4 separate regions of the Mus musculus genome follow, and regions 1, 2 and 4 are each linked to region 3. Evidence: chromatin contacts called from public Hi-C and HiChIP or PLAC-seq data. All regions are on one chromosome and are shown on one strand. The core of a region is the stretch at or near the end of the contact, and the rest is flanking DNA. Distances in the headings are between cores, read along the strand shown.

Region 1 (5,614 bases), core at 1,534-4,033, 480 kb before region 3:
GGCAAACACAATCATACTCCATATTTTTTTGTGTGCACTTTCTGCTTTGTTTAATACTTTTGGTTTTACTGATCATTTTTCTTCATTTCGTTGGAGAGAAGGAGAAAGAGAGAAATTTGGTGGATAGGGAGATTAGGAGGATCTGATATGAGTTGGGGAGAGAAGGACGATGACTACAATATATTGTAGGAAAAATTGAAATAAAAAGAAAAATTTACACACACACATCTACACTCACACAAGTGTGCACACATGCATGCACAATGTCTATATAGACAGAGGCAATGCCACACCTTCACAAAGGCTCTCCTAGCAAGTGTCCAGCGATGACTGAGGATGAAAATGTAGCCTCTGCCATTAATACTGCTTGGTAATATTATATCCCTGTCTCTGGCCTCGCGTCTAATGACAATCTTGCAGTTTTTCAGGGTTAGCTAATGTGTGATTCAGGCCTAAGAAGTGACTTAAGGGTTCTAAAACTGCCTGTAAGGTTTTATGTTTTTGATCTGTTCCTCAAATTTGAATTGCAAATTGAATCAAATAAAAGTATTACGTACACATTTACTGCTTGCATAAAAATGACTGTCTCTTGTAAACTACTAAAGTGTGTATGATTCTGAACACATTGAATCTGAGGGAAATAAACTTTTGATTTTATTTTTCTTAAACGTCTGGTGGCTGAAGTGGTAGTTCAGTTATGTAAAATCAATAATATATATTAAAATACTGTTGTAGTTCAAGATGTATTACTGTGAAAAGCTGCTGTGGACATTAGATCCATTTTCTATGATTTAACCAACAGTTACAAAGTAAAGCGTCAGCAAGTGCAATTTGCAAAATAACTTTAATGAAAGTCAACTGTCCTGGCTGATGTGACTTAGGTCACAGTATAGGCAACATCATTCTTTTCTCCTTCTTCTCCTTCTCCTTCTCCTTCTCCTTCTCCTTCTCCTTCTCCTTCTCCTTCTCCTTCTCCTTCTCCTTCTCCTTCTCCTTCTCCTTCTCCTTCTTTCTTTTCTCCTTCTCCTTCTGCTCTCCTCCTCCTCCTCCTCCTTATTTGCTGAAAAGCGAGTGTGATTCTTAAAACTTAGAAAAAATAGTATAGATCCACTTTGGAAAGTTTTAGGAACTACTGGGTAGTTCTACTTTGGAATGTATTTGATCTTCACAAAGACAGCTACAAAACTACAAAAAGCCGGAGTGGAGTGGTCAGGAGTATGTCCTGCAGACAGGAGGAAGGTACAGAGAATTTACACAATAACTAAAATAGAAAATAGATGAAATTACTTTAATGGTATCCTGAAAAACATTACTGTATGGATAAGCTGTGTGAATAAGGCGGAACTTTATTAGCAGAGATGCCAGAAGGGCAATTGGTACCTCCCCTTCTGTAGTCTTGACACCTCTGGATTCAAGGGGGCGTCAGCGTGAAGGCCAGTGATTAGGCACCCTTTGAAGGTGGGAATGCTTTGACTGTTTAGAATCATGCTTCTTATAGCAAACAGGGGACTCTGTGCCCCCATCAGATTTACCCATCCTGTATTTGGTTGTTTTCATTTTTACATAGCTTTGTGTGTGTGTGCGTGGTGTGTGTGTGTGTGTGTGTGTGTGTGTGTGTGTGTGTGTGTGTGGTTGTGACCAAACCTTATCCTCTTTTTTTTGAAGGCTAGAATTTAGAGCACAGAGCTGAGACTGTGTTCAAAGCTGACATAGCTAAGATCCCCATCACAGATGTAAGCGGAGGGGCAACTGGTTTGTCATCTCATATGTCTGCACATGTGTTTGTATCATAAATAATCAAAATCTAGCATGCTGCTCTGATATTACAAGATCTTCCCACGAGCGCCACTCTACTATCAGGCCATTGACTTAGGGACAAACGGAGGCAGCTCTCAATGTGCTGCCAGCCGAAGACAGAGACTCCGTGGGCATTTTACGACTTGCTTCGTTGTATCGTGACTGTTAACTTGAAGAATGACTTAGAGTGATCTCTGTGCTTAAACTCTGAAGCCTGGGTATTTGGCACAGCCTATTACACTGTCATTCTGAATGTGAACACTAGGGCAGGAGGCCTACCACAGCAGAGCAGTTTGCTGTGGGTAAGCAGAAGTGTGTGAGAGCAAGCAGGGGCAGGGCTGGAGACCTACCACAGTGGCTCATCACCAGGAAACACTGCCATGGGTGTGATCTCTCTTGCTGTGCCCCCTGGGCTGCAAGTGACAGCTCTTTCTGTTTTCAGCCTCCATTTTGGCAGTAATAGGCTATTTTTTTTTTTTTTTTCTGTGACAAGGATTAGTTGGGAGACAGCTGTTTCACAATTAGGTGTCAACTTGAAATATAGTTATATTTTCCATTCTGTTAATTTTGGAGTATTTCCAGTGCTCCTCACTTCAAATTCTGGGTGATGCATTGTCGTTTGGGGAGGGTTGGGCAGCTCATGGTTCAGAGCCCCCAGTGCTCAGCGCTTCTATTCAGTTTTATTATTTATTGGTTTTTTTTTTAATTTATTTTTTGGTTTTGTTGAAATAGGGTATTGCCCTGTGGCCCTGGCAGACCTTACATTGATAGGAATCTCTGGAGGACTGTGATCACAGGTGGGTACCACTGCCATCCTGGAAGACTGTGTCACCCATCATTTAGAGTTGATGCTGTTCCCACTGAAGCGTAGCTTGCTTTTAGTACTCTGCAGCTCCAAATCTTCAGCAGCTTGCCCTGGCTCTCTCCCCAGCTCACTTTCCCCGCCGCTTTCCTTCCTTCACAGTTATTTTCGTCGTGAGGATCTGCCCACTCTGCCTCACAGAAGTCTTGGTTGTCTGCTTCTTGTCTTAGGTCCTCTGCGTGTTGAGTCATAGAGTAACTCTCTCGTGGGGGCTGTTTATTATTTTAATGAAAGATGCTCTCTCTCTCCTGCACCCCGTTCTATGCATTTTCAATTTAAATGCATTTTTTAAAATTGAAAAAGATATTTCTTAGGTTTATGGGTGTTTGCATGTCTGTGTTGCACATACGTGCTTTGTGCCTACAGAGACCAGAGAAAAACATTGTATACCCTCAAACTGGAGGTGCACATGTTTGTGAGCCACCATATGGATGCTGGGGACCACACCCAGGTCCTTACGAAGAACAGCAAGTACTCTAATCTGTTGTGCCTTCTCTCCAGCTCCCAATTCTATTCATTATCCATGGATTAATGATACTTTAGGAAGTCTTTTTTTGATATACAATAGTAGTCTTCCTTTCCTTCTCTTTTGAGGTCTCACGATACATCATTATTTGATAGGTACATTTTACAATTTTTGTTTCGTGATGGGGCAAGACAGTACAAAGATTCCTCCGTCTTGGATTTTTGCTGAGGCTATTTCCAGGTTTAACTATAATATGATCTCCTTGATGGAGAATCCCACAGAAAACTATGCAACTCTAGCCTAGGGTGCAAAGGTCAGGATGTTCTAGTTAACATATCTTACTTAGCCTTTGTTAAAACTGCTTGTTTGTACAGAGCCTCTTTCAGCTAACTGCTTATCTTAGCTTCTGTTCAAACTGGTTGCTTTGTACTGCTTACTGTGCGAAGCTCCCTACCCGCTGCAGCTGCTGAGCAAGACATCTGGATGAGGCGAGGCATGCATCCTTAAAAATCCCGTGTTCTGGACAGTTGAGGCCACACCTAGGTCTCCACAGACGAGAGGCTTTCTCATGTGTCGGCTGGATTACGGTCTCACGGAGGACACAGGCTCTGCTTCAGTCCCACTACTTCTTCCAGAATCTCCAGTACAGTGCACGTATGTTCTCAAGAGCATTTGTGGAATAAATAACAAGAATTAAATTTTAAATCATTCAAATCAATCTGATTTTAGCATTGCAAAATGAGAATGCAGATATGTTTACGTTCTTATGTTCTTACTATGGAAGATTTCTGAATACTGAGAATTTATTTATTGGTTGTCTTACACTATTCTCTTTTAGTTTGAGATTATAATATAATTACATCATTTGCCTTCCTCTTCCTCCCCCGAAGCTCTCCTGTGTCCTCTTTAAATTCGTGACATCTTTCTTTGATTGTTTTTTTACACATATGTATATACATCTTAAACATATAAGCATACCCTGCTCAATATGTATAATTGTACAATGCCACTCATATGTATGTTTGCAGGAAATATACATATTTTTTTACCTGTCTGTTCAGTGAGCCAAAAATGTCCTTGGATCCCACTAGATTGCCCCCCCCCCACCCCCCCACAGTAGTGTCTATCTCGCCATGATGTCAGAGGGTGGTGTAGTGAACAGACGCCTGACTGATACAGTAATTCTTCCTTGCAGTCTGTGGCACACTGGGACACCAGAATGGCTTTTAAACACTGGCTCTAGGCAATACATAGTTCAGAGTAATGAGTGAACGTAGGGTGCTGGTGGACCTAGACCTGAGTTTACAGTACTTGGAGGATTCATGTGTCACCTCCAACATTAAGGCTATTACTCCTTTTTTTTCCAGTTTTTAAAATCCATTTGAAACATTAAACATGACAGAAGTAGAAAAAAAAATCTCTTATGAAGTTCTCTATGAAACGTAATTGTGACAAGTTCCTGATTAGACAGAAACAGTTCCATCTCCAAGGGAAGATACTCAGCATAACTGTGACTTCATAGAATGAATTGGGTAGTGTTCCTTCTGTTTCTATAGTTTGAAGAGTATTGGTATTAAGTCTTCTTTGAAGGACCAATAGAATTATGAACTAAACCCCTCTTGTCCTGGACTGGACTTTTTTTTTTTTTTTTTTTTTGACTTTTAATGGCTGCTTCTATTTCTTTAGGGGTTATGGGATTGTTTAGATGGTTTATCTGATCCTGTTTTAACCTTGGTATTTGGTATCTGTCTAGAAAATTTCCCATTTCATCTAGATTTTCCAATTTTGTTGGGTATAGGCTTTTGTAGTAGGATCTGATGATTTTTGAATTTCCTCAGTTTCTGTTGTTATATCTCCCTTTTCATTTCTGATTTTGTTAATTTGGATTCTGTCTCTGTGCCCTCTGGTTAGTCTGGCTAAGGATTTATATATCTTGTTGATTTTCTCAAAGAACTAGCTCCTGGTTTTGTTGAGTCTTTGTATAGTTCTTTTTGTTTTTACTTGGTTGAATTCAGCCCTGAGTTTGATTATTTCCTGCCATCTACTCCTCTTGGGTTTATTTGCTTCTTTTTGTTCTAGAGATTTCATGTGTGCTGTCAAGTTGCTAATGTAAGCTCTCTCCAGTTTCTCTTTGGAGGCATTCAGACCTATGAGTTTTCCTCTTAGCACTGCTTTCATTGTGTCCCATAAGTTTGGGTATGTTATGCCTTCATTTTCATCAAACTCTAAAAAGTCTTTAATTTCTTTCTTCCTTCCTTCCTTCCTTCCTTCCTCCCTCCCTCCCTCCCTCCCTCCCTCCCTCCCTCCCTCCCTCCCTCCCTCCCTCCCTCCCTTCCTTCCTTCCTTCCTTCCTTCCTTCCTTCCTTCCTTCCATCCTTAACCAAGTTATCATTGAATAGGGCATTGTTCAGCTTCCATGTGTATATAGGCTTTCTGTTGTTTTTGTTGCTATTGAAGACCAGCCTTAGTCTGTGGTGAATTGATAGGAT
Region 2 (6,055 bases), core at 134-2,633, 310 kb after region 3:
TGTGTTTGTGTGTGTGTGTATACGAGTGTGTGTGCGCACACGTGTGCGTGTTTGCATGTACCTGTATTTCTATATGTGTCTCTGTGTTTGTATGTGTGTGTCTCTGTGTGTGCCCGTGTGTATTTGTGTGTGTGTGCCTGTGTGTCTGGATATTTATGTGTGTGTGTGTGTGTGTGTGTGTGTGTGTGTGTGTGTGTGTGTGCCTGTGTATGTCTGCGTATTTATATGTGTGTCTGTATGTGCACATGCCTATGTGTATCTGTGTGTGTCTCTATGTGTGGCTGTGTGTTTGTATGTGTTGGTATATGTCTGTGTGCATTTGTATGTGTGTGTGTACGTCTGTATGTACTTTTGTGTTTGTATGTGTGTGTGTGCATGCACCTGTGTGCATCTGTGTGTCTTTATGTGTGGCTGTGTGTTTGACTTTGGTTGTGTGTGTGTATGTGTGTGTGCATGCATAGGCATGTATCTGTGTATGTGTTTCTTTGTATTTGTATGTGTGTGTCTCTGTGTGTGCCAGTATGTATTTGTATGTGTGTGTGTGCTTATATATGTGCCTGTGTGTGTCTGTGTATTTCTGTGTGTATGTCTGTGTGTGTTTGAATGTATGTGTGCCCTGTTATGTCTTACATCATGCTATTGTTCCACAGAGGACAGTTTCAGAAATAAATGCTAGGGTGAGTGCTACTTGGTATACTGTAAGATGCAACAATTTCATGAAGCCATAGACAGAAAAGATTACCTGTACTATTAGATTTTAATATTGTTTTATTGTGTTAACATTGTAGTTGGTGAAAGTATCTTTGAAAGGATTATCGCTCATAAAGTAACAATAACTAATCTTTATGGTTACTGTATATCTTCTGGAGATTTGTCTAGGCATTTTACAGGTATTACCACATTTAATCTTCCCAGGAGCCTTCTAAAGTAGTAACATTTATCTCCCCAGATTACAGCTGAAAAGATAGAAACCGGGGTCACTGGTGGAGACCCTTAAGCCCATGGCTGTCAGAGTTCAGCTCTGCTCTGGGCCATTGGGATCTGTTTCTCCGTGGTCACATTTTTCTCTACACTCAAATAGGAAATTATTCAAACCCTGATTCTAACGTTACTCATGGCCACACTGTATAATCAGTCATACCTACAAGTCTTGTAGCAATTAAAATGATCCTGTCCTTTCTAACCTGCGTTTGCAGGTTAAATAACAATGTAAGGGTCTGGGTACTGAGTGTTCTATGATTTGAAATCGATATGAACTACAAGAGAAAGGCCACAGGGGAGGTTGAGCAGCTGTATGCCGTAGAAACGTTAAGGTCCCTCTGGGTGGCATATTATATGAGTCTCTAGAGAGTGTGTGAGGGGGCTGGGAGTGGGTACAGGAGAATATTTATCTTCAATATACCCTGAGTATGAGAAAATTGGTTGCAGATGGCTCACAGCTGTAAGGAATACCTTTGTTTCATTTGAAACTTGGTATAAATCTCTTCCTTAAACTACCTGCTCCCATGACTTTTAATTTAGAGGCTGTTGGGTAAATCCCTGTATATGACCCCCATATATCATCATAAAAGTGGTGGGGTGGCTTGGGCCAGAAACCCCTGGGAAAGTCCCTAGATTTATTGAAAGGTTGGATTGCTTGAGGCAATTTGGGAAGCTTGAGTAAGGGCCTTTATTGGTTATCAACATAGTAAGAAGAAATCTATTTTTTACAAGAGGGTGGTTTAAGGGAAACAAATCCCTTTTAGCTAACTGCTTTGTTCTGCTTTGTTTTGTTTTCCTAAAAACTCCTATGTGAGAATTAGTGGAGTTTATTTTGATAATGTTTGGGAAGATGGAAATATTATTTTGTTAGTTGGACTAAAACGGACTGAGAGTTGGGGAGATAGTCCACATGTTTTCTATAGAAAGCCAGCATCTGTTGGACCAAGAACCAGTGGTCTCCTTGGTGAGGAGGCTGAGCTGAGGATAATGGAAGAGGTTATGGTTTCATGAGGTTCATGTTAATGTATTTCACCTTTGAAAAGAGATTTTTTTTCTGTAACTGTGTGTTTGTATCATTCAAGTTTTCACTAGTTCTGCCAAGTAACTTTATATATTTTTAAAAGAACTTTTCTTAAATATTGGAAGTTATAACAACTTCACTGCTTTTCTTTCTCATTATGGAAGGCTCAAGGGTCACTCATTATCTCACACCAGGTCTTTGAATGGTGAAACCTCAGTACTCGGTGCTATCATCCTCTGGTTCCTTGGAAGTTTGGGGTGGACATGTTGGGTGGACATGCTGCCCTTATATGGTCTCATGAATACTTGTATTAAGTCCAGGCTGACAGCGAACCCATTCTGACCTCCTTGTGTGGTTCCAGGAGCCCTCATGAGGTTTTCAAGACAGAGTGGATGAGGAGATAAGGTAGGCCCAGTGGAAGGTGGATAAATGTGTGTATGGCTTGTATGCCATTTATGGTTCAACTATTCACGTTTGTGTTTTAGCTTTAGACAGACAGGAGATACAGGACAAGATGGCAGGCTGTGGTGCTCCAGGCTGTCTAAGAGATGCTGGGAAGTTGACACAACTGGACTTCAACTCTGTTGAAGGGTCATGCTTTTGTTTCCATCATTTAGCCAGTGACTTGGTCTCAGAAATGACAATGTTTAAAAACTGTGCAAAGAATCCCACCTAAGGCATTTCCACTCTTACCAAAGTCATTGTGTGGTAGGAGGACACCCTGACCGTTGGTGACAAGGCCCCTGTATAGACACAGGACAAATGTGTCCCTTTATACACTCAAATGAGCTTTCCATTTCTGGGTTCTACAGTGATGTAATTGTATGTGTGCAAGGAAGGTTCTGATGTTAAAGTCCTGATCCCCAACTGGTTCTTGATTTGTCAGTAAATAAGGACAATTGCTGGGCAGAAGGTACAGGCACAACTTCTGGGTCCGAGGAGGGTAAGGGTGACACGGAAGGAGAGAGAGCTTTATCTGCCATGCTTTGGAGAAAGAAGAACGAAACAACCATGTAAGATCTCGGGGCACAGGGGTGGGCAGAGGGCATGAGCTTCCACTATGGCCTCTACTACTGGCAGGTGGCCAAGGATGTTTGGTGGGTGCTTCGTGGGACTAGCCACTGAAATTTAGGGCAAGTGGAAAGACAGAGATAATAAATGGTAAGGCCATGCTTTTCCAGGCAGGAGAAAGTAATGCCCAGCAATTGTGCCTAGAAGGCAAGTTAAAAGTAACAAATTTAGTGCGTGTGTCTTTTACCCGAGGCTTCAAGAGTCTCCAGTGGGATCTGGTGGCATGCATGGTCACCTCCAGGAGCTAAAGGCTGGTAAAGCAAAAGGGAAGCTGGGAGGGGCCAATAGCGGGGCAATTCCAGGCAAAGGCGCTAGCTTTGTAAAACTACACTCAACAGTATGTGTATTCAAGATATGAAAATCAAGTAGTAAAGTTCAAAATGGGAAAACCCAGATAAGCTGAAATCTTTCTACATAAAAATAAATATTTTTTTTTACGATCAGATAAATATTTTTCAAAGACTCTTCTCATAGATAAGTAAAGGAAATAGAGAGAGAGACTTGGAGAAATAGGAGCGGGGGTGGGGGGATCAGACAGCCCACAAACAGTATTCATGACTGTGGTTGCTCTTGGGGTATAGACTTATTGCACTTATTTTATTTTTATAATGCAGATCTTATTTCCAAGTTATCCCAAACGCTTTCCTTACCTTGCTCCCTACTAGTGCACCTTAGTTTTCCTGGTTTAGGCAGGGCTCAGTAGATTACGTTGAACGAGTTCCACATTTCTCTGTGTTTGGAGCTTAGTTGATCTCCACCTTGATTCAGCAGCCCAGCTCACCCTGAGCCTAAGGGCTCTCCTGTTTTCTTGAGCTGTGAAGAATATCTGAGGAGGGAGGGGAAAGAGGAGGAGGCGGTCATTTGATTGAAACACATCATATACATACATCTATAAAATTCCCAGACAATAAAATCTTTAAAAAATAATAATAACAACAACGCCTAAAGACCCACACGACTCTTTTGGCACTTGGCCTCTGTTGCTTTTTACTGTTTGGTTTGGGGTGGGGGTTTTGTATTGTTGTTTTTCTTTCCTTGACACCCGGGGCTTTCCATCCAGTGAGGGGACAATGAAGATGCTTAACCAAGAGACGTCAGCTGAGAACTCCAGGATTACCCACTGGACTCTGTATTTTGCAGAAATCGGTTAACTGATTTGCCTCCCACTTGCTTTACAGAGTTGATGAGAAGTCTGAAGGATCAAAATGCTGAGGCGTCAGAGGAGGACTCACCAATATAAATGTAGGGACACCTCAGGAGGGGCTAGGAGGTCAGCAGGGACCCATAGAGACTTTCCTGACAACTTGAGGACGTCCATGAACAGATTTGTGCAAAGTCCAATTAAATGAGCACAAAGATGAAGTGACATCTTTACAGGGATGCTAAGGCTTTGGTGCTCTTGGATTTAGAAAGGATGAAACTGGGGTTTGGGGTTGGGATTGCCTGTGAGGCAAGAGGGAAAAATGCTTAGAGGGTTCCTCTGGGGACAATACTGTAAGCCGAGAGGGAACAAGTGTCACACTGGGAGGCCTTGGTTAATTGTGTATCATAAACCTGCTGGAAAATCCCGTGTATGGGAAAGACAGAAAAACCTTGGGGAACAAGATTCATAATTGAGACCATACACATGTCTGTTACTCGGGCTTTAGGCAACTGAAGTGTGCATACCACCAAGGCTTGGCTTTGCACTGTTAGAAACACAAAGCAATTCTGTGTCTTCTGCGGAGGAAGTTGTAGCTTGCTGTTAAACTTAGGCAATGAAGAGCCCGGGTTGACTTTGGATCTATGACTCCATGTGTGTGCTGTCAGGTGGCAGATACAAGTACACTTGCACACACTCAGGCTAAATCAGTGTGTGCACAGACCCAGTATACAGACACACTTGCACACTCTCAGGCCGAGCCCATCTCTCAGAACGTGCAATGGATGTCCCACATTCATGCCATACTGAAACAGGGGCTCTGCCACCATCCTGGACACAAACCCCAAGGGAACCTTTTGCCAACCTCTAAGGAGTGGCAATCTTTCTGTCACGATCGCTGGAATACCTCACAAGTACTCTATCTACTTTGCCCAAGCCTGCAGGAAGCTCTCTTCTAAAGCAAACTATGTCTTGTAATGAAAGTACAGTAACAGGTCACGGGCTTCAGGGTCAGACTGGCCTGACTCGGGGTCTCAGCTTTGTGATCTACAGGAAGTCATTCTCAACCAAAACTCTAAATATTAGTTATGTCGTCAGTGAACTGTATGCAATTCATGCCCCCACAGGTTTGACAGCACACACAATGTTATAAAAGTAACAGTTCCTGTACCACACTGAAGACTTTATCTACACAGAGGAACAAAAGCAACTAAAGTCAACACAATTGCACTGTGTGACATTGGGGCATGTCCCGCTCGGGATGGAAAGTTCCTGATGTGAGGTCTGCTTTCCATATTCTTGGTGGCTGAGACCTCAGAAGCAGCAAGTTGTCAAGACAAGTTAATGGCCTGTGCAATAAATAACACAAATAGTTTGGCTGTGGCTCAGTGGGTATAGGGATTACCTAACATGCAGAAAACTCTGGGCTCCGCTGCAAGAAACATCTGGGCTCAGATGTGAGATTGCAAGCCTGCAGTCCCAGGACTTGAGAAATGGAGGACAGAGACCAGAAGTTCAAGGCCATCTCCAGTTGTGTGACAAGAGGAGACCAGACTGCTAGGCTACAGGAGATCCTAGATCAAACAAAACAAACAAACAAAGACCACATGGTTAGTTAAACAGGGACTGCATGCCAAAGACCTAAGCGTCACCTAAAGATGGGACAAAGGAGCAGAGGAGAAGAAGCCATCAACTCCTGATGACTGTCCAGCTCCTAGTGCCTGTTCTTCTTCTTGTTGGCTAATCCTTGCCTTGTACCCATGCTCCAATTCACTGTGCTTTACACAGAATTCCAATCAAGCATGAAATAATTGGAAATAAATATTTCTCTGCTAACTAGA
Region 3 (5,938 bases), core at 1,734-4,233:
CAGAGGCCAGCAGCTCTCTGTTACTTTGAGGCCAATTTGGTCTGCACAACAAGTTCCTGGACAGCCAGGGCAATACAGAGAAGCCCTGTCTTGAAGAACCATCTAAACAAACCAAAATTAAAACAGCTCAATCTGACACAATAAAGGAATCAGGTACAAGACCAGAGATGTATTTGTACCAGTGATGTATTGAGCTCTGAAGTCCCCTCCGTAAATGAAGAAACGCTAAACCCGAATCTGACCAGAATTAGAAAGCCTATGATCTAGTTGTTTACTGTTTTAGAAGAGCAGGCATCAAAAGATGCTAACAACATTGAAACTATTTCGATGACTAGCTCTGAGACTCTATGGCTCTGACAACAGAAATCACACTCCTGCTGTCTTGACATATCCCACAGAGGCAGCCTCAGGAGGGCTGATGAGGGAGCAGTTCATTTCCAATGCAGTTTGCTTTCAAATCAATTCCCTCAAGAGTTGCTTAGGAGATGGGCACCTCTATTTGTCTTTTCTAGACACACCACTCCTGGATTCCCTGTTTCCTCTATGGCCCAGTCATTGGTAGGGCATTTATGTACATGACATAAAACAGTTTAGGGTTTAGATTTCTCCTAGTGTTACCACTTGGTTCAATGGTTTCCATATCCAGATACTAGTCTCTGAGTTACAGCTGAAAGACCCTAATAGGGATCACTCCACTACGTCGAACACCTCCTTTACTTTGCTTGGTTCAAATCTAATAGTTGGTCACTAAAGTATAAAGACGGATATAGTTTGATAACATACTGACAGGCCATTTTCCTCAAACTCAGACAACTCTCCCTAAGCAATTAAAATATCTTGGGAACTATGTTAATATTACACACACACACACACACACACACACACACACACACACACACCCATCACCAACATTCTTATCCCCTCCCTTGCTCCCTCCCTTCGTCTTCCCTCTCCTTTGGAAGGGTCTTAGTCTTGCTATATAGACTAGGGTCTGGTTTCCAATGTACAATCCCCCAAATATTGGGCCTTCTGTGTAAGTGTGTGTGTGTGTGTGTGTGTGTGTGTGTGTGTTATTTGAGCAATGGAGAAAATACAAGCACAGAGAAGTGAAGGTTTATTCAGTTAGGAAGGAGCGAAGGCATGCAGGTATGCAGCATTTCCAGTCCCCGTGCAGTGGCTTGGTACAAATTAAAAGAACCATATAGATTATAGGGCAACAAATTGTGCAGTGGAAATATGAACCAGAGTTAAAGGCATGAGGGAAGCAGTTCCTTGGAGATACCGAGAGAAAGAGGATAGAGTTTCCATCCTGAGGGCTCTGGCTGTGAGAAACTATCTACTGATGGGTCACAGTGACCACGTTGTGCAGGAGGAGTGGAGGACTTCCTTCTCCATCTGGCTTTGCTTTGAGGCAGAGCAGGAAGCTGCTGCAAGGACATTTCACACAACTGAGAAAAAGCAGAGAGGGGAGGGAACACAAAGGCTCACAGGGGAAATCAAAGGGTTAGCCTTCCAGTGCCTATTGAATTTTGCAATTAGGTTTTTATTATTAATCACAAAAGCTATTATGTGTTCTATGCCAGGCGAAGCTCACCCACATGATCTCATTGGAGCCTCTCGACCACTCTTGAAGTCTATGGCATTATCTGCAGAGCTGTTCCCAGGGTGACTAAGGGCAGAATTCAAACAGCTGAACAGTGGGTTGAGAAGTGACTGAGAGGGGGAGACCATGGTCTGCATTTGGGATACATTTGGGATAATTTGGGATAAAAGGATTGAGAGTCTACTAAAGACCAGACCTGTGCCACTCACTGAGTACTGGTTTCTAGTATTACTCCAACAAAACTCTAGGAGGGTTTATCATTCCCCAACAAAGGAGAAACTAAATGTTGAAGGCTCATTGTGACCTGCGAACCTATTTCTTTTCAAAAATGTCAATGCACCAGAGATGGGACAGTTTCCCAAAAGGGACATTGACTGAGAGTCCTACTGCCAGGAGCCATGGCAAGGGCATAGTCTGCTTAAGCCAATTTAAATGTCCGTTCCATTCTTAAGTATGTAGAGATCCTAGAGTAGAAGTCAGGCAAGTCAGGCTCCCTGGGTTTGGAGCCCAGTTCTGCCACCTGCTAGGAATCATCTTTTCTCTCAGTCTTTTAGTCTGCAACATGGGATTTGTTTGAAGGTTCTTTGAAAACAATGCACAATGCCTACGGCCCATGATTTGTGATATAGGCCTGGATCCCGCGTGCTAGAGAGGCTGAAGCAGCAGGGGTCTGAGGTCAAGGCCAGCCCTGGCTACACAGTGAAATCCTGTCTGGACACAGGGGATGACAAGTACCTAGGATATGTTATTTGCAGTAAACAGTGCTGGCTAGCAGTTTAATGTTTCTCTGACACCATAGGGTGCTGGCATGGCGTGGACAACAGAACTAGTTATATTCGAGTCTGCACACCAGGTTCTTCCTAAAGGCCCTGACTCATTCTCACATCAGCTGTCTTCAAGGAAACCTATTGAGAGAGGTCTGACAGTGCGAGCTGGACTTGTGGTAGTTAGCTTATCTTTTTAAAACATGGGGTGGAATTTCATTTTGTTTATCTCCTCCGAAGAAGATGAGGATGTATGTGAAAAGAAACTCTATGAAGAATAAGCTGTAGGAGGGCAGCGCAGGTGTCTGGGTACAGGGCCCTTCCAAGTGTCCCAGGGAAGGAGCCAACTGTGGTGTTCGTATAGTGGTGATTTTATATGGAATCAGCGGAATACAAAGCAAACTGCAAATAGCCAAAACCTCTACAACAAACAAAGGGAACAAAAAACAAAAAATAAAATAAGAACAAATAAGGGAAAAGAAACTGCTACTTGCCTCTGCCTTTTTGCTAGGAGGAATGTAGCCACTTGTGCTCAGATTTTTTAAAAAGTCCCTCCTACTCTTCCTCCATCCTCCCCTCGCCAGCGCCACCTGCCCCTCCCCGTGCGCCCTCCCTAGTCTCTCCCTACCCTTCTGGTTCTGGCTCCCTGGTTACTTCGCTCCAGGCTTCTCTCTTCTGGAGGTAGTCTTGCTCCAGCTGCCTTAGGAAGGCGAGCCAGAGGCTAGAGGGAGAACTCGCTGCAGGCGGACCGGACAGATCAGATCAGGACAAGAAGGAACAGAACCAGTCTCTCTATCTCTGTCTCTCTGTTCGTCACTGTCTCTGTGTCTCTGTCTCCCTGTCTCCCTCTTTCTCTGTCTGTCTGTCTGTCTTCACACACACACACACACACACACACACACACACACACACACACACACCACACGTCCTCTGAGAACTCAGCTGGCTGCGACAGCGCACACCCCGCCCCGGCACGCGTCCCAGGCTGGTGGAGCGCAGATCCAGATCCCCATAGCGGCAGCCCGGCCGGGTGTTCCCAGTCTCAGGTGGCACGGAAGGGAGAGCCCGCGCTTGACAACTCGGCTGCGCTCGCCCAGACCTTCCGCCCTCCGGCTGGCCGGCGAGAGGAGCTGAGCGGGCGCGGCTGCCACCCAGAGCCCACCTGCCGACCCTCGCGGCCTCGCTCCAGCTGTGCCCGGCTCTCAGTGTCCCGCTCCGCAGCTGGAGCACCACCCCGGCTCTGCCGCCGTCCCTTTCGCCTCCGAGGTGTCGCGGGCGACCCGAAGTAGAGCGGTGCGACAGCAGGACTTCGCTATGGCCGGGGCGCGCGGGCTGCTCTGTCTATGGCTAGGTTACTTCTGCCTGAACCTGGCACAGGGACAGAGACCAAACTTGCACCTCCCGGGACTCCGTGAGACTGAGCCAAGCGACCGCGCGACAGGTGGTAGCCCGAGTCCGGACCTGAGGCCGCACGACAAGGTGTCGGAGCATATGCTGTGGCTCTATGACAGGTACAGCGGCAGCAGTAGAGTCCAGGCTACCCGGACACCGGGCTCGCAGCTCCCGGGTCCTCAGCCCCTGCGCGGTGGTAACACGGTCCGCAGCTTCAGAGCCGCAGCCGCAGGTGAGTGGGAGGGAGAGGGAGCCCATCCCACCCCGGGGTGCAGAGGACAGCCCCTCCCGCCGTGCCACTCCACTCCGCTGTCTCCTGGCGGTACACTGTAGGGACCTTTCTCATATGCTGCCGTCTGGTCCCCTCTGCCCTCTCGGAATTTTCCAGGGACGTTCCGGATAAGCCTAGTTTGAGCCCAACTGAGACGGGAAAGCAGAAGAAAAGCTGGGACAGTGGCAAGGCTTAGTTAGAGGTGCAGCAGGAAAGAGGCCAAGGGAGGACACCCAGGGTCCAGAAGCCCTCTTCCAGGCACCCCTACGGAGATCTTATGCTGATGATTTAATTGCTCTGCTCGGCATAAATTCCCTCCGACGGGCTTTGGCAGCGTTTAGATCGAAGTGAATGCCATGTTATGCCAACCCTGGGCCCAGAGAGAGAAAAGCATACTCAACAGGCACTTCTCCAGACACAGAACTCACTCTTAACTCCTGCGACCTTTGGGTTGCTATATCTGACACGTTCTTCTTGATAGTCCCCTAGTGGCAAACACACAAACAAAACCAGGTGCGTGAGTGTTTAGATTATTTCTAACCCATCTGGCAAATAAGTCTTGCGAGATCCAAGCTGGGAAGCGTTAGCTTGGGAAGAGACCTCCTCTGGTGGAGAGTAAACACCTCTTAGTATCAGCGATGAAAATCTCATCTTCCCGGTTTTTTTTTTTTTTTTGGTTTATTTTTTTCAACACAGATCCTTGAGGCTGAAATTCATGGCTTAAAGCCACCCCACCCCACCCCTGCCAGCTCCTGTGCTGAAGCGAACAGTTTATAATAACAGGGTGAGGGCAAAATCTCTGGACACTCACTGTTGATCTGCTTTAAGGATGCACTAGGGTTTGTGTACATTACCTTCAGGATTAAAGGAAAGGTGATTGAAAAGTCTGCCTTCCAGACTTGGGTTGAAGAACAGTCAGGAATGTTCAAGGGTGGAGGCTGTGTCTCTAGTGCTCTCTCCATTCTGTCCAAAACACTAGATGAATTTTCTCCTGACCTCACTCGTGAGGGCTGGGAGCGGGGAGGTGGGGATATCCACCAAGGAAAGCCACTGTGAATTCACTCTGGAGCTCACGGGCACGACGCCATTTACAATAAATGTGAGTTATGCTTTTAATGCAGAGAAGAAGTCTTTAGCTAGAAGCTGAGCTAAGCCAAATTTCACTTGCTTCGTAGATCCACGGTCAGGATCTGAAAAGAGCTGTCCTCTACTTAGGACCTAGAAACCTATTCTGCCTGCTGCTGAGCATTCTAGCCACTTGAAGAGACAACTCTAATAGCCCTGACACCAGTGACCCATCTGTTTACATTAGTGCATTGCTGAGGGCAGAGCTGAGCCAAAGAGCACCGTGGGACTAACAAGGTCTGGAAGGAAGCTGGTGGGTGGGCAAAGCAGGTGGCAGTAAGGAAGATATTTAAATCATCCTGGCTTCGATATTTCTATTTGCTTATGTTCCCAGAGAGTAGTTGGGGTGTCCAAGTGACAAGCCATTTTTGCATTAACAGATTTTATTTTTAGCGCGTGTAACAACATTTGAAGGTAAATTTGGATTTTTTTTTTTTTTTTTTTGTCTCTTCCACACATACTGTTTAGCTACTGATTTTAGACTAAGTCCTGGGTAACAACTATTTACCATCTGGGCTCTCGCTCTTTCTACTCATTGTAATTCCAGTATCCATTGTCAGCCTCACTGTGTCTTATACCATCAGATGATAAACTCTTTAGCAGAGGCCAGACACTCCCTTGAAATGATGGCTTGCCCCTGTGAACATATATACAAGGCTATGCTCCCTGATAAGAAAAGTAATTCTTTAGCATCCTACAAACTGTCTTAATGACTTATTCATCAAATGCAGACACATGTGTGTGTGTGTGTGTGTGTGGTTTTGTGGAAGCTGAAGTGTCATG
Region 4 (5,982 bases), core at 701-3,200, 440 kb before region 3:
ATTACAGATATTTATCTGCCTCACTGACATAACAAAACACAACAGCTTAGGTGACTTAAAGAATGAAACTTACTTTATAATTCTTTGGGTCACAGTACAAAACTAAGGTGTGGTCAGCACTCATTTCTGGTTGAAGCCCTCTTTCTGACTCACAGATGGCTTTGAAATTCACTCTCACGTGGTCTGTTCTTTTTCATAATGACATGGGTCCTAGCGGATTAGGTCATGCCCTCATGACCTCATTCAGCCATAATCTCAAATGATCATATCTCTGAAGAGTCTCCCCCTGGTTAGAGATTTTGTAAAGGAACTGGAGTGCAGGCAGAATAGAGTCCCTGAGGCGATGTTTTTGACTATATAGTATCAGTATTTGCACAGACTTCTATACACAAACACTAAGGTATTGCCAACAGGGCCTGGTCTACATCAGCTATAAGTGTCTGCAATATCTTACCTTCTAGCTAACATATTGAATCAGAAAGGCATAATAATATCTATATTTAGCTAAAACGATGTTTGTTTGGCTAACTTTGACTAAATAATGAAACAAATAGTCTTGACTTTCTTTTGTGAAACACACACACACACACACACACACACACACACACACATACACACACACACACACACAAAGTGTACAGTGTAATTAAGAAATCTTATGCCAAGTTGTGGAACAAAAATTAGAGACCAACTTACAACTTCCTAAGTATGTGGGAGGTTGGTAGATCCTTTCTATTCCCAACCTACCAAGAGCAGGCTGCAGTTTCCTTTCATTACTGGTTTTGAAACCAAGTGCAGCCTCACACCGCTGCCATGTTAAATGGTGTGTAGGATTTCTGCATTTTACTCCATGTTAGCATTCTCTAAAAGAACAGAATATTTTTACAGCTGTAAGACACTGTCAATAGGACAAATTAGAAACCTACAGATTAGAAAACCAGTCTTCACTAACCTTACATCTGTTAGAGGGCTAATATCCAAAATATATAAAGAACTCAAGAAGTGAACCTCCCAAAACTAAATATCCCAATTAAAAAATGGGGTATAGAGCTAAACAGGCTAAACAAAGAATTCACAACAGAAGGATCTCAAAAAGCTGAGAAGCACTTAAAGAGTTGTTCAAAGTCTTTAGTCATCAGGGAAATGCAAATCAAAATGACCCTGAGATTCCACCTCACACCAATCAGAATGGCTAAGAGCAAAAACTCAGGTGACAGCACATTCTGGAGAGGATGTGGAGAAAGAAGAACACTCCTCCATTGCTGCGGGGACTGCAAAGTGGTGCTTCCAAGGTGGAACTCAGTCTGCTGGTTCCTTAGAAAATTGGAAATAGCTCTACCTGAAGACGCAGTTATAACCCTCTACCTTTCTTGGTAGTGTAACTTAGATCAATAAAATCTCTGAGCAGAAAAGTAGGCTAAGTTCTCCTAGAAGGTTCTGGGAAAGAGCTTTGTCCCTTGCATGAGATTCCTGAGCCTGAAAGGAAAGGAAGGGTGAGTTGTGAGGTCAGAGGCAGACTGTAAAATGGCCTGCAGATCCCGGAGCAACCTGTAGGGGGCTCTGACTTTATGTCCTACATTGCCTGTCCAGTCCACATTCTAGAAAGTGTTGCCTTTTTATGAGGGAATTAAAGTAAATTTTTGTCTCCTGTAACAACATCCACACCCCTCAGGGTCTCAGGAGAGTAAGGAAGGAAAACCAAGAGAAGAAACAGTGATGTAATAAAATTAAACACACACACACACACACACACACACACACACACACACACAGGCGCGCGTGCGCGGGCGCGAGCACGTAGGAATAGCAGACCCAGACCAGTTCTAACTTTTCCCCAAACTCTGAACTTTTATTTAAGTTGTGTTTTCCTTGAACATAGAGGGGAGCGGTACTTGTGAAGCAGTCAGTCCTAAAGCAAACCAAACAGGGCTTCTGTGGAATAAACACGTCATCTGATTAACATTCTCAGCTCCCAGGAGCAGCCCTGCACTCCCAAGCCGTGATTCACCGTAGGGGATGCCCAACGGTTCTGTCATTCAGCAACCTGGGAAGAAACAGTTTCTCTCAGAAGTCCAGCGAGTACAGAGACTGCCAGGCTTTTAGGTTCTTGCTGAAATTCTATAAATGAGATTACCTGAAAAAAAAAATCAGCATTCTTTGAAAATCAAAATGATTATCTGGTCATTTAATATGGCATAATTAACAACCAAGGGGAAGAAAGTTTCCCTGTGATGTCCTCCTTGTAGGCGTGGCCTTGTCTTAAATGTAAGAAATGGACTAAAGTGAGTTAGAAGCCTTCGGGAGGGAGTAGGAAGGTGAGGAGTTAGAAGCTTTCCTGAGGGGCTGGAGGTATGGATAGATTTCCTTAGCTTCTGAGTTCCATTCGAAGAACCTACTTGGGCAGCTCAGAATTGCCATAGCTCCAGCTGCAAAGGATGATCCTCTGTGGGCGTCACACGCAGGTTGCTCTCTCTCTCTCTCTCTCTCTCTCTCTCTCTCTCTCTCTCTCTCTGTCTCTCATACACATACACAGTTATGCACGCACATGCACACACACAGGCGCACACACATATGTACTCAGAGGCTCACACATGAGCACACACACATGTGCACACAGACACAGTCTCACATACACAAAATGAAATTTAAAAATATTTTTAAAGATTTATTTATTTATTTTATGTATATGAATACATTGTCACTGTCTTCAGACACACACCAGAAGAGAGCATCGGCTTCCATTGCAGATGGTTGTGAGCCACAGTGTGGTTGCTGGGAATTGAACTAAGTACCTCTGGAAGAGCAGCCAGTGCTCTTAACTCCTGAGGCATCTCTCCAGCCCTAAAATGTGTTTTAACAAAGAAGTACTTTCCTATAAAAAGGAGCCCCAAGGAGCCCCAGTAGCACAATCAGTTCTTGTGTGGTTCTTATATGTAAAAGAGTAGAACATGTAAATCACAGAGTGATTCTGTGACTAGCCAATGCCCCATTCCATTCCAAGACTTTGTAAGTTCTATGTGTATTGCTCACATACGTTTGATTATACATAGTACACAAAGTATGAAGAGACCCCAGTCCATTTTCAAACAACACCCGAATTAAGTACCAAGTCTCTGGAGTTATACTGCAGAATGTGTCAGAGGGCCCCCAGCTTTGACAGCCCTCTGTTGAGGTTTGGTCTTTTGTTTGTATTGTAATGCTGAATACTGGCTCCCAAGGCCTGGGTATCCCCAGGGAGGAGAAAATCTGCTTATACATGCTATGCAACCTTGCTCCCCAAGTTATCCCCTATTAGTTAAATAAAGATACTGACAGCCAATAGCTGAGCAGAAGAGACATAGGTGAAGAAGTTTGGGGTTTCCAGGCTTGGGGTCAGAGGAGAACCACGAGGAGGGAGAGAAGAAAATGGAGAGAGGAGGAAGCTGCCTTGGGGTAGCCAATTGGAGTTAAGAGCTGCTCAGATGGGACATGGCAAACTATAACTTGGGATTACTGATGGCGAAGCACATTCTAATAAAATAGATGGGGTATCTGCCCAGCTCTAGTGCTGGATAAGGCTTATTATAAATATAAAGGTTGTGTGTCTTTTATCTGGGAACTGAACAATCAAAAGCTGTCACCTGCTGGTACATTTGCCAGCAGTAGGGCTATGGTAGAGGACCATTAGCCCTTTCTTTCCAATGTGAAGGACTTCACTCACAGTCCCCCTGAAGCCAGCCACAAAAGCTGGCTTTTCTCCTCACCTGTCTACTCTAGAGCATAAGGAGTCAGCAACTCATTGCCTCAGTGTGGGACTGTGAAAGGCGGCCTCTTTTGGTTGAGCAGGCTTGCTCCGGAGACCCAGTAGAAAACTCTACAAGGGATGGAACAGCGAGTCACGTTCCCAGAGACAGGTGCCTGATACTACAGGGCCCCCCAACTCCATAATTCTGTGACTATCAGTCATGCAAACAAAGCCCCAAGCTCCTGACATTCTAGCTAGACTCTGTCCTCACAGTTACCTGACAATAGCTAAGTATGCTCCTCCCCACAGCTACCCTGCAACTGCAAGATAGTCCAGCCCACTCCCTATAAAAGGGGATGCTTGGCCCCTCCTCTCTCTCTCTTAAGTTCTCACCTTTCTTACTCTCATCTCTAGCTCTCCTTCTCCTCTTCTCTTCCCCCCTTCTCTCCATGTGGCCATGGCCGGCCCTTTTCTTTATTTTTACCTTCTCTCTTTCTCTCTGCCTTTCTACAATAAAGCTCTAAAACCATAGACCATCTCTCCTCATCAAGGCCCATTGTACTTGAATGATGGAATAGGCTTTCCCTTGACCTCCCACTGGAAGGCCTTCCTGCACTCCAGCCATGGACTGCACCAAGGATTCTTGCCAGTGTGGGAACCACCCAGTGCCCCCTCTCCCCCTGCCTACTCCTCTCTTCAGCCCCAAGGATGACTGAGCTGCCCTTGGGGGGCTCCCACTTTGTTCTCAGCTCTTCTTCGGTGTCCAGCAGTGTCTGGGATGTTCAAGACTGAGAACCTGTTAACTCTGGCCTCCATGAGGCTCAGAGATCTCGGATTGTCCCCTGTCCACCCTCCTCCCCAGCCTGTGGCCTGGGTCCGTGGCTTCCCACAGCCAGACACCCACCCACAGCAGTACTCTGTGTCTGTCCGCCCAGAGCACCAGAGCTCTGGCGGGATGAAGGTTCCTCTCCCACCCCCTTCATTCTCCCACGCCCGCTGCCCAACACCTCAGCCCTTGAATTCTATGACTTGTTTTGATTTTCCTTTCTGTTTGCCCATGCACCATGCACTTGATTTCATTCTTTCCAATGCTGTCCATCTCTCTCCCACCCAGTCTTGTTTCACAGGTCCATTCACTGTCATACATAGCTATCAAGGCAGCTGGTGAAGAAGTACTGACACATGGAAGAAATGCATGCCTAAGTTCTGTTTGGACAACTCAAAGAGCATCCCTTAGCCCAGCTATACAAAAGTGGTGCTTCTACCGCACACAGAATCTGTAGTCAGTGTGGTGGAGATGAGTTTGTGAGTTCCTACAGAGACAGTGAAAGCCAGAGAATAAGAAGGAGCCAGATTAGAACAGATTGCCTAAGTTAGTTTGAGACCAAGCAAAGTAATCCAGTGAGAAGCTGAGAGAAACCAGATTGAAACATTTAGCTGGAAAGGAGTTTGAGCTAGAACATCTGAGTTGAACCAGCCAGCCAGAGTTCAGAAAGAGCTAGGAAGGGTGAACTTATTCAGCAGCAAGACTCTGAGACAATGACTTCTGGTGAATGAAAGTTAATTTTACAGTCTTAAGTTCTTTTTTCTTCCCCTCATTCTCAGTTGGCTCTGACTAATCTATCTTCTATATTTCTAACTTTTATTAGTCTATATTTACTGTAATTTACCTTCCTTCTCGAATCTTGTTCTTGAAAATGCCCCCTCCAGTCTGGTTCTGCTCTGCCTGCCTCAACCTGTCAGAGTTCTGAGCTATCAATCCTGCATGGAATATCGTACTCCAGAATATCTAATTTAGTGTAAGTCATGTAGCTGTTTATTGTTAAGTGATATGACAGGGGTGTGAGTGTGAGAGTTACCTTACAGAAGGAAAAACCTGATATCTCATAGGTGTAATGTCACCTGCTTTGTTATATTTTGTTTTAGCCTTTAGACATAGGCCAATAATTTTTCATTTTAAGAGCAAACAAACAATATGCTGAAACTCTAATGCTTTTCAATAAATCAAGCAGTGAGAGCCGAGGTAAGCATGATTCTTTTGTTAGCTTCAGAGAACTCCTGGCAAATGTAGGTTCAGAAGGAATAACAGTACCGTGTGCCCTGACCCCTGTTCCATTCTTCTTTTCCTGAGTGACAAACCTTTTATTGGGACTTATATTTGCAAACAAATTTGGATCACTGAAAAAAAGCAATCATTAGAAATATCCTATTAAAATTGTGACATATGTATTATCTACATATTATAATCCTATGAGTGC

What was found. A called contact is a pair of places that touch in the nucleus more often than the background predicts. HiChIP or PLAC-seq counts read pairs in DNA pulled down with a chosen protein or histone mark.
Region 1: a contact with region 3 is called in an H3K4me3 HiChIP or PLAC-seq map of forebrain, with 8 times the contacts expected there. The contact joins the enhancer-like site here to the promoter of Bmp3 in region 3. A contact is called at or near these places in 17 of 39 promoter capture datasets (3T3-L1-derived adipocytes, the C10 cell line, the HPC-7 cell line and 11 more), 5 of 484 Hi-C or Micro-C datasets (the C10 cell line, bladder smooth muscle, epiblasts and 2 more), 13 of 115 datasets of contacts at active chromatin or transcription factors (craniofacial prominence, embryonic basal ganglia, embryonic forebrain and 8 more) and 1 of 9 other capture datasets (adipose tissue).
Region 2: an H3K4me3 HiChIP or PLAC-seq map of embryonic limb bud shows a contact between it and region 3, with 4 times the contacts expected there. The contact joins the enhancer-like site here to the promoter of Bmp3 in region 3. A contact is called at or near these places in 11 of 39 promoter capture datasets (the 3T3-L1 cell line, 3T3-L1-derived adipocytes, the C10 cell line and 7 more), 1 of 15 datasets of contacts at CTCF or cohesin (the NIH/3T3 cell line), 9 of 484 Hi-C or Micro-C datasets (the HL-1 cell line, cerebellar granule neurons, cerebellum and 5 more), 5 of 115 datasets of contacts at active chromatin or transcription factors (the NIH/3T3 cell line, embryonic basal ganglia, embryonic forebrain and 2 more) and 2 of 9 other capture datasets (embryonic stem cells and liver).
Region 4: a contact with region 3 is called in a Hi-C map of adipose-derived mesenchymal stem cells, with 2.2 times the contacts expected there. The contact joins the enhancer-like site here to the promoter of Bmp3 in region 3. A contact is called at or near these places in 4 of 39 promoter capture datasets (the 3T3-L1 cell line, frontonasal cranial neural crest and liver), 1 of 15 datasets of contacts at CTCF or cohesin (the NIH/3T3 cell line), 10 of 484 Hi-C or Micro-C datasets (the HL-1 cell line, adipose-derived mesenchymal stem cells, cerebral cortex and 5 more), 8 of 115 datasets of contacts at active chromatin or transcription factors (craniofacial prominence, embryonic basal ganglia, embryonic forebrain and 5 more) and 1 of 9 other capture datasets (pancreatic islet).

The regions. Positions count from the first base shown.
Region 1 is chr5:98,366,913-98,372,526 of GRCm38.p6, forward strand. All of the region lies in intron 2 of Cfap299 (cilia and flagella associated protein 299), which reads left to right. Among named protein-coding and RNA genes, the nearest start is that of Cfap299, 40 kb to the left of the region's middle. Within about 2 kb of position 2,784, at least 23 of the 459 cell types and tissues checked have an H3K27ac peak or open chromatin away from gene starts, as enhancers often do. A contact at or near this core is called in forebrain, where this site is marked.
Region 2 is chr5:99,164,613-99,170,667 of GRCm38.p6, forward strand. No RefSeq gene overlaps it. Among named protein-coding and RNA genes, the nearest start is that of Rasgef1b, 85 kb to the right of the region's middle. Within about 2 kb of position 1,384, at least 6 of the 459 cell types and tissues checked have an H3K27ac peak or open chromatin away from gene starts, as enhancers often do. A contact at or near this core is called in embryonic limb bud, where this site is marked.
Region 3 is chr5:98,851,432-98,857,369 of GRCm38.p6, forward strand. Bmp3 (bone morphogenetic protein 3) reads left to right here and starts at 2,984. Exons shown (of 3, transcript NM_173404.5): 1 at 2,984-3,991. The coding sequence starts at 3,682. It overlaps Gm34563 (a long non-coding RNA gene), which reads right to left and starts at 3,076. Exons shown (of 3, transcript XR_389376.3): 1 at 2,996-3,076. RefSeq lists a silencer at 1,366-1,870 and a promoter at 2,208-3,071.
Region 4 is chr5:98,408,716-98,414,697 of GRCm38.p6, forward strand. The region is part of intron 2 of Cfap299 (cilia and flagella associated protein 299); the gene reads left to right. Among named protein-coding and RNA genes, the nearest start is that of Mir703, 64 kb to the right of the region's middle. Within about 2 kb of position 1,951, at least 14 of the 459 cell types and tissues checked have an H3K27ac peak or open chromatin away from gene starts, as enhancers often do. A contact at or near this core is called in adipose-derived mesenchymal stem cells and pancreatic cancer cells, where this site is marked.